2 separate regions of the Ovis aries genome follow, and region 2 is linked to region 1. The links are chromatin contacts, called in public Hi-C maps. All regions are on one chromosome and are shown on one strand. The core of a region is the stretch at or near the end of the contact, and the rest is flanking DNA. Distances in the headings are between cores, read along the strand shown.

The links. A called contact is a pair of places that touch in the nucleus more often than the background predicts.
Region 2: a contact with region 1 is called in a Hi-C map of liver, with 7 times the contacts expected there. The contact joins two enhancer-like sites. A contact is called at or near these places in 8 of 16 Hi-C or Micro-C datasets (blood, hypothalamus, liver and 2 more).

What each region holds. Positions count from the first base shown.
Region 1 is chr16:38,388,507-38,393,119 of ARS-UI_Ramb_v3.0, forward strand. The region is part of intron 1 of CAPSL (calcyphosine like); the gene reads left to right. Among named protein-coding and RNA genes, the nearest start is that of CAPSL, 16 kb to the left of the region's middle. Within about 2 kb of position 3,110, at least 3 of the 54 cell types and tissues checked have an H3K27ac peak or open chromatin away from gene starts, as enhancers often do. A contact at or near this core is called in liver, where this site is marked.
Region 2 is chr16:38,565,307-38,570,500 of ARS-UI_Ramb_v3.0, forward strand. It overlaps SPEF2 (sperm flagellar 2), which reads right to left. Exons shown (of 37, transcript XR_003591923.3): 29 at 1,937-2,166. Among named protein-coding and RNA genes, the nearest start is that of IL7R, 86 kb to the left of the region's middle. Within about 2 kb of position 3,890, at least 4 of the 54 cell types and tissues checked have an H3K27ac peak or open chromatin away from gene starts, as enhancers often do. A contact at or near this core is called in liver, where this site is marked.

The sequences.
Region 1 (4,613 bases), core at 1,860-4,359:
TCAAGGGCTCTCATACGCTGAGCGACATCTCTGGCCTCTACTCACTAGATGCCAGTGACATCCCTTATCCCTGTTGTGACAACCAGTAATGTCTCCAAACATCGTCAGATGTCCCCTGGGAGGCAAGATTATGTTTCTCTGGAACCACAGCTCTATAACATCACCTGTAGAATTAGCATAGTTCCTCTCATAGCTAGAGATGTTAAAGGTCTTTTTAGTTGAATAAAGCTCAGATGGATTAGACAAGGGAACTCTCACAATGTCAACAACACAGACACACACACCTGTCATTACACATTTTTCTGGGGATTTCCCACTCTTTACTGCAGAAACCAAGACTCTTCAAGTTTTAAGTCTTTCAGTCTCAGAACGGGGACATGCTAGCCACCTGCTAGGCTACTCTGCACACTGGGATCTAATATTTATTCTAGAGAAGTAATTTCTATGGGGAAACGTCCTCAGGAACCACTGTTATTTTTGCCATCTACCACGTAGTAATGACCAGTAAATTGAATAGATTGGAGTCAGCAGAGATGGTTCAATTTTCCCCAGTTATTGCCCTCAAACACTATCTGTTGTAACTAGATCCACCTGTGGTGTTGGTTGTTAGCATACATACAACCCCGCATAAGATGGGGGGTTGGGGGGCGGGGAAGAAAGAGGGAGGGAGGGGAAGAGAAAGAGAGAGAGACAGAAAGAGCCGGCACAGGAAGGGAGGTTGCAATGCCACTAGATGGCGCCAAAGACAACCCAATAAAGAGCAACCCTGGACTTGAGCATTTCTCTCATCCCTGAAGATTCTCTTCAAGTTTTTCTCCGAATCCAGCAAGAGAGATTCCATGAACCTTGCTGAGAATTATGAAGAGACAGACCTCCATGCATGTTCAGCTTTCTGTAACCTATTCCACAAAGGCTCCCGGAATGCAGGCAGAGAGCTTACTTAGCTAGTGGCAGGCAGCTGCGTCTCAGGACGGCGGGATGACGGAGCCTTTAACCGGGTCTGATGTCAGGAGCTATGGTGACCATGGCCAGTCCCCTTTGGCTTTGCTGCATGTGCCTCCATCCATCAGTTCAGTTCAGTCGCTCAGTCGTGTTCGACTCTTTGCCACCCCATGAATCGCAGCAGGCCAGGCCTCACTGTCCATCACCAGCTCCCTGAGTCCACCCAAACCCATGTCCATCGAGTCGGTTATGCCATCCAGCCATCTCATCCTCTGTCGTCCCCTTCTCCTCCTGCCCTCAATCTTTCCCAAAATCAAGGTCTTTTCCAATGAGTCAGCTCTTCGCATCAGGTGGCCAAAGTATTGGAGTTTCAGCTTCAACATCAGTCCTTCCAATGAACACCCAGGACTGATCTCCTTCAGAATGGACTGGCTGGATCTCCTTGCAGTCCAAGGGACTCTCAAGAGTCTTCTCCAACACCACAGTTCAAAAGCATCAATTCTTCAGCACTCAGCTTTCTTTATAGTCCAATTCTCACATCCATACATGACCACTGGAAAAACCATAGCCTTGATTAGACAGACCTTTGTTGGCAAAGTAATGTCTCTTCTTTTTAATATGCTGTCTAGGTTGGTCATAAATTTCTTTCCAAGGAGTAAGCATCTCATCTTTTAATTTCATGGCTGCAATCACCATCTGCAGTGATTTTGGAGCCCAGAAAAACAAAGTCAGCCACTGTTTCCACTGTTTCCCCATCTATCTGCCATGAAGTGATGGGACCAGATGCCATGATCTTTGTTTTCTGAATGTTGAGCTTTAAGCCAACTTTTTCACTCTCCTCTTTCACTTTCATCAAGAGGCTCTTTAGTTCTTCACTTTCTGCCATAAGGGTGGTATCATCTGCATATCTGAGGTTATTGATATTTCTCTCGGCAATCTTGATTCCAGCTTGTGCTTCTTCCAGTCCAGCATTTCTCATGATGTACTCTGCATAGAAGTTAAATAAGCAGGCTGACAAATACAGCCTTGATGTACTCCTTTTCCTATTTGGAACCAGTCTGTTGTTTCATGTCCAGTTCTAGCTGTTGCTTTCTTTCCTGCATATAGGTTTCTCAAGAGACAGGTCAGGTGGTCTGGTATTCCCATCTCTTTCAGCATTTTCCACAGTTTATTGTGATCCACACAGTCAAAGGCTTTGGCATAGTCAGTAAAGCAGAAATAGATGTTTTTCTGGAACTCTCTTGCTTTTTCAGTGATCCATCGGATGTTGGCAATTTGATCTCTGGTTCCTCTGCCTTTTCTAATACCATCTTGAACATCTGGAAGTTCATGGTTCACGTATTGCTGAGGTTCATCCTGTGCACCAAATATCCAGGCCTGCCCCCATGGGGCTTGGGATGTGAAGCTACAAGGGAGAGCTCTGGGTAGGGCCTGGGACCTTCTCCCGTCGCAGCCTGTAGGCCCTTATTCTCCATCTTGGATGGATCTCTTTATCTTCTCTGCCCCCACCGCCAACACCGCCTTCCTGGCAGCATGAGCTCTCATTTGGTTGTTGCCCGTCTGGCTTCACCTCCCACAGTCAGCCTGTTCCACCTTCCTGTCCATTCCCCACACTTTATCCAGAGGGGTCTGTGGTACAAACGGCTGCTCCCTCGCTTGAAACACTTGTGGCCTCCTGCCCCTCAGGACAGACTCCAGACTCACTACCATGGTGTCCGAGGCTCTAGGGGATATAATGCCTGCCCACCTGCACAGTTTTATCTTTCTCCCAATTTCCCCTTCCCAAATCCCTGACTGATCTCCACGGCTCTTTCTCACCCCCGCCACTACAGACACCCCTAGTCTTCAATCAGACTAAAATACTTTTGTTTCTCTAGTTATCATCGTTTCTTTTCTTTTTCCCCCTCACTCTGGCCTTCGCACTTGGGAAATAGACAACTGCTCTCTCGCTTCTCGCATTCCCACGACCCTGGCCTGGGTGATTACCACCCTCACCTCCTCTGAAAAATCCTGAGAAAGCCCCACTCCAAGGCTGCTTAGCCGCATCTCCTGAGTTCCCTTGGCTCAGCTGTCTTCCCACTTCCGGCCCGACTCCTAGCCCAGTGCCCAGAGCTTATTAGATATTTGTTGAGGAAATGGACAGAACTGGCGCAGACGCGATGCCAACACAAGGTGGCGCTGCAGTCACGCGCTTCGGAGGGCAGCCTCTTGCTTCGCGCAGGCCCAGCTGGATGGGCTCTCTTGTTCCCACGCGGGCTCCTCCAGGCTGAGAGAGGGTCGTCTGGAGTTAGGGACGCTTGTTCAGTGCTGTGATGCCGGTGAAATACGTTTGGGAACAGACTTCTGCCCTGGTACCTTCATGCAGACTTCAGAAGCTTGAGTATGGTCTTCACCAAAACTCGACTCATCCTGCCATTTTCCAAAGCCCTCAGTTCTTAGCAAATTTTGTTTCCTGCCTTGCTAATTAGAGGAGTTCAATACTCCAAGTTCACGATTCTAAGCTGTTCAATCAAGGGCTTGCTTCTTGGAGTAATTTGCTCCAGTGGTGCCTCCCTGGTGGTTCAGAAAGTGAAGAGTCTGCTTGCAATGCAGCAGACCTGGGTTGGATCCCTGGGTCAGGAAGATCCCTTGGAGAAGGTAATGGCAACCTTCTCCAGTATTCTTGCCTGGAAAATCGCAGGACAGAGTAGCCTGGTGAGCTACAGTCCACAGGTTCACAAAGAGTTGGATAGACTCAGCAACGAACACTTTTACTTTTTGAAACTATCACATGTGATATTTGAAATATCACAAATATTAGCTACTTCTTGATGAACTGGGTCATTAAATGATTAAAAAGGCTAGTTAACACAGGCATTTGAAGTACCATGGTAGGCTGGATGGCAGGAGAGAATGTCATTTTTCCCTGGGTATATCAGCTTAGATTCTGGAGGTAACTGTTTGTGGGGTCACTCGGTAGGGACGTCTGCAAAGACAGATCAGGTGGGGTGTTTTCCTAGACTCTACCCTGCTCTCTTCTGCCTGGGGGCCATCAAATTGCACTTTAAAATGCTTTTATACAAAAAGTATTCACAAAGATGGTGGAGCCCTGCTGACGCCCCAAGTTTCACTGTTGGCTGGGATTTGGGGGCAGGTTCCTTAACCAACAAGCTCCAGTTTCCATGTCGCCAGAGGAAGGTGGGGCACTGGATGACCTTTTGGGGTTCTGCAGTCCTGATGGTGTGTGAATTTCTGTGAGCCATGATGATGGTGGGAGCTGGGCAAGTTGCCTGACTTTTGTGCTCGTCAGTTTCTTTATCTGTGAAATATGAATCATAGGAGTAATTAGCTCATAGGGTGTCAAAACAATGAGGTGAAATCCACACCTGATAAAATCAGGCATTTGAAAATGTACGGTTGAATCTCCCTGTTGTGCCGCCATCATCTGTATCAAGTGCCAGCACTGCAGAAGGAAAGCCTGTCCCATGAAACAGTCACTCCCATGGCCCCCTCCCAGGCCTCGGCAGCAGCCCGTCTGTGTTCTGTCCATGGATTTGCCTCTACTGGGTATTTCCTATACAGCTCGTCCCCTACATACAAACCTTTGGGTTGAGAATTTTGCAGGGAGACCTTCTGGGTTGTATTGGAGGGAGCAGCCCTGGAGGGCAAGAGGGTCATCATTGCTGATGAAA
Region 2 (5,194 bases), core at 2,640-5,139, 180 kb after region 1:
TTCTTCTCCCTTCCTTCCTCTTCCTACCATACTTTGAGAACTGTTGTATCCTACCATACTCTGAAAATAGACAGTGAATCAGTTGATATCTTTTGGTCCAGTTTCTAGAGTTAATCTAAGACAAACACAGGTCAAGTTATAACTGATATTTGTAATTTATTCATTTTTTTACTTTTTGGCCACTCCTTGCAGCAGGAGTGGACCAGGGATTGAACCAGTGCCCCCTGTAGTGAAAGTGCAGAGTCAGCCACTGGACCACTAGGGAAGTCCCTGTAATTTATTTTTAAACTTTCAGTTGAAATGCAAACTCTTGACTTTGAGGCTGGATGCAAGAATGTTTTATGGCTATCGTAATAAATGTAAAGTCTCTTCTGAAAGGGACTATGAGTGGTTGATAATTTTCCACCTACTCAAATGTCCCCCAAAACTTTAAATTTTGACCTGCTTCCAGTCACCCTCGTTTAGGATTAAAGCAAATTATATTTTATATTTGAATTTTTGTAGCTCTGTCTTATTTTATATATAAACAATTATTTGGATAAAATGAAAAGTGAAAGCAACTTGGAAGAAGGAAATATGTAATAAAAAGACATTGTAAGCCCACACAATGGCAAAGAGGCTGGAATCTGCCTGACTGAAGGACTGAAGGGATTTCATGTGCTGGCTCTATAAAATTGAGATTTTTTTTTTTCTGTAGCTGCTGATGGCCATATTTTGGGGCCTTCTGCTCCCTGCTCAAATGCTGCCAACCTGAGTTGCTGTCCTCTTATATCCTGGAGGTGTAGACCCACTCAAGCTGATTAGATGAGGTGACACTTCCCAGGGTAGGGGACTACCCAGGGATACAGTGGTTACATCTATTTCACCCACTGGGCTTAGCAAGAAAGTCTTTAGGCTTAAAGTAAAGCAATACTCTCTTGACTAATGAGATCTAATGTGGTTTTCTGGGGATACTGAAAAAAATAAGTGAAGTACAACCATTATGAAAGTAAAATTGTGTTAGTAATGGACAAAGGTCAGCTGACTATTCTCTAGGGAAAAGCAAATGATTTTCCAGTAAGTAGGAGACAGTAAGTTGGAAGACAAGCCTCTTCATGTGAGGCAACTTGGTTCAGCGAGAAGGGACAAGATCTTTGAACCTGAAGTGTCCTGAGGGCTATGTGACCATAGGCAAGTTCTCAACTGCTCTGCCACTCAGTATCCTGACCCATAAAACGGAGATGATGATCCTCCATGTTCTGTCTGAATTACGTGTGCTGTCAGTTGACGGCACTCACTGCTGAATATCTATAAGTAGAAACATCCAAAGCTTAAAAAAAAAAAAAGCCTATGTAGGTGTTACAGAGTCATAATAATAAAATGTGAAGGAAATCAAGAATTTGTGTGCAGAAAATAATGTGTCCACTTACATGTGAACAGATTAATTCGTCAATTGATTAAGCAAGTATGTGCTCACAAAGGTTCTACTCTTGGTCTACAGAACATGGAAGGAAAAGGCATGCATAAATGGGAAATTCTCTACTCCCTGGTCTCCCTCCCTAGACTAGTTGGGGAAGATAGAAACATAGCTCATAATCCCAGTAAATTCCCAATGAAACTTAAACTTGAAGGATGCATGAAGGCTGCCTCTTGACTGCCAGATGAAGTAATGCTCAAGTTTGCCAAATGGCTAGCCAGGGGCAGGGAGAGCAAAGAGGAGAATTACCAGGGATGAGAGTCGCCATACCGCCAAAGTGTTAGACACTGTTTTGCTCTGTTTAATTCAGATCTATGTTGTATGAAGCAAATACTAGATAAATTAGAATGAAGCAAGGGCTCATTTTAGCACCACACGACCCCAGAAGGCTGTCTTACTTGTGGACAGGTGATTGCCTTCCTGGTTAACCTCAAACTTTTTTTTTTTTTTTCCTCTTTTCACAATAATCACTTTTCCTACCTTTGGGCGCTATATCTAAGAACTGATCCCGGAGGTTGTCAAGCTGCTCCATGGTCAGGGTGCCATTTTCCTCCTTTTCCACAGGCGGAGGGCGTACCGGAGGAGGTGGATCTGGAAAGACTTTGATATCGCCATTAATGAAGAAGTCTTCTTGGTCTAAATAAAGTTCATTCTGAATTTTGGTTGATGTTTCAATGTGATAGCGAGCTACCCCAGTTAGTTTTTCCACACTGAAAATAGAAACATGAATAGGTTTATCCTCATTGAAAATACTATCAGATTAATAGTGTTTTCTTCCTAGATATACACAAAGAGTTAACACATTAGAAAATATAGCTAAGTTAGAAAATTCAGTCTGCATGTTTAAAAATTCTAATTTATCCTCAAGTCCATTTGTACAAAGGTAGGATAAAAATAAATAAACATAGATTAGAAGTAAAATACATGCTCATTACAGGGCTAATAGTCTCACATTTTATTTTATTTTTTTAGTCCCACATTTTATACAAAACTGAACAAAAAGAGATTCCACTAAAATGATTTTATTAGTATTAGGCAAGATTATGTCAAGAGATATATTTCATTCTAAATATGGACCAGAATAAGGTTATATGACAGAAAAACCTGTAAAATATGACTATTAGTATAACACATTTATTTGAAATGAGGACAAGTTGTATGTAAAGTGAATTAAAGTTGATAATGGATTTCAAGAAAAATGGCTTTTTTCCAACTTTATATCAAGGAGTTTGATGTTATCTAAGACCCATTTGACAGAATGGACTCTGACAAAGCCTGCTGAAATTGCTTTCCTATGTTTATGGAGAATAACGTTGTTGGTATTGTTTAGTTGTGTCTAACTCTTTTGTGACACAATGAACTGTAGCCCACCAGGCTCCTCTGTCCATGGGATTCTCCAGGCAAGAATACTGATGTGGGTTGCCGCTACCTTCTCCAGGGAATCTTTCTGACCTAGGCACTGAACCCACATCTCCTGCATTGCAGGCGGATTCTTTACCACTGAGTCATCTGGGAAACCTGGTGAATAGTAATTCCCAGCTAAATCACATGGTATAAGCAGCCACAGTTTAGAGTGACTGTGGTGCAGTGGAAAGAACCCTGGAAGCTGTGCTCTCATTGTACACCGTCTCCAGCCCTGGGTCCTTGAGTTAGTGACTTAAGCTCTCCAAATTCCTCATTTTTGCAAGGGAGCCCAAAACACATAACTCCATACCTTATGGTTATTAATTTGAAATCACATAGGGCATGGATTTAGGCTTTCTTAGGGATTATAGTTCGGAGAAGGCAATGGCACCCCACTCCAGTACTCTTGCCTGGAAAATCCCATGGATGGAGGAGCCTGGTAGGCTACAGTCCATGGGGTTGCTAGGAGTCGGACACGACTGAGCGACTTCACTTTCACTTTTCACTTTCATGCATTGGAGAAGGAAATGGCAACCCACTCCAATGTTCTTGCCTGGAGAATCCCAGGGACAGGGAAGCCTAGTGGGCTGCTGTCGCACAGAGTTGGACACGACTGAAGCGACTTAGCAGCAGCAGGAGGGATTATAGTTATGGATCTAACTAAAGGCTACTTTAAAGGCCAGAGAAGTTTTATACAATAACTAAAATATCACTGTAATACAGAAAGAATCTTATATCTTGCAATAAAGATTGAACATGGCAGAAAAGTGCATATTTAATCTGCTTGTATATAACTCAGGAACACCAAAATAAACAACAACAAAAAAATCGTATTAGTCATTTTCTTTCAAAAGACAATCTTGAATTTAATTCCAGTACACTGTATTAGTGAGGTGTTTGTGAGTGCCCATATAGTAGGTATTATCTAGGTACTTTCTGCTTGATGGTGTTTGTAGGGTGGGGCAGAGAAGGGGCACTGGGTTAGGAGGGACGCCAAATGCATGCAGAGACCCAGCCAGAACCAGGTTATCAAAATAAGTGCGCCATCTAGTGGAAGGTTATGAAGAGTACCCTCAAAAGGGTAGAGTGCAAAGAGTCGGACATGATTGAGCAACTGAACTGAACTGAACTGAACTGAAGGAGAAATGCCAGGAGAATGAAAGTGGGATTCGAAGTTGAAAGAGATCCGTTAGGTCTCCCTATTAATTTTTTCTTGCCACTGGAGGATTTTTGCAAGAACCAAAAACTAACAGCATAGCTGAACAGTACTAGGTTTTCATTTCTTGTGGCCATATTCAGGTATCAGAGAGAGACGCACACATACAACCCATCTGAGAAATATGCACCTGTCAGATAAAAGTCAGCATTTACACTTAGTGACCACAAGGATGGGCGCTGCGAACCCTAAGAATGAATAAGATATGCTTTCATTTGTAAGTGGCAGGCAGAGATGAGGACTGTACATCACTGTTCTATGAGTAACTGTCTAATTATTTTAAGCATTATGGCAATGAGGTGACCAGGCTGAGGGGTATGTGTGTGCATGTGTGTGTGTGTGAGAGAGAGAAACTTAGATACAAACAATGAAGCTGAGGATTTTACAACAGAACTTTCACAATGAGGCAAGAACTGGAGAAAACAAACCATACTAACCATCTTCTAGCTGGCTCACGTTGCTTCTAAGAACACTTGCCGTTTGTATTCTATGTATGCCGTGACTTACAACTTATCAGTAAATGTTTATTGAAAACTGTGGTGTGGCCCAGAATCTAGCAGAAACCTCTAGAAGAGCCTGGTTGGAGTGTTTTCTTTTACAGATGAGGCTTGTGGGGTTGGAAGTGATTAGGCGTGCTGTAATTTGTGGACAAGGAGAGAGTCCCCATCTCTTGGTCTCCTGACTGTTGAGGGCATTTCTGCTCTGCTGAGTTGCTTTCTTACACCTTTCAGGGGAGAATTAAGAGGATGAGATGTTCCCTAAGGACCTGTACCTCCCCATAAAGAACAATGATCGGTCACAGGTCTGTTTCTGCTCTAGACTACAGTTCTGTTCCTCACTACAAATGAGGATCTAAAAAGCCTGTAGAATCTAACAGAAAAGTAAACTGGCTGTCACGAGGGAATCAGCCTAACGGGGAAAGCATTCCTCTAAATGCCTTCTCCATCTCCCGCTCACTGGCCCTGACTAATAAGATGCCTGTCATTAGAAAGATATGAAATTTTATATCATGTCTAAAGAATAATTTTAAATTGCTTATATGCTTACCTGGTACACTAAGGTCCTCATGGAGCAGTGTGAGAACCAAACTATCATAAATAATGTGTAGTAGTGCCCTT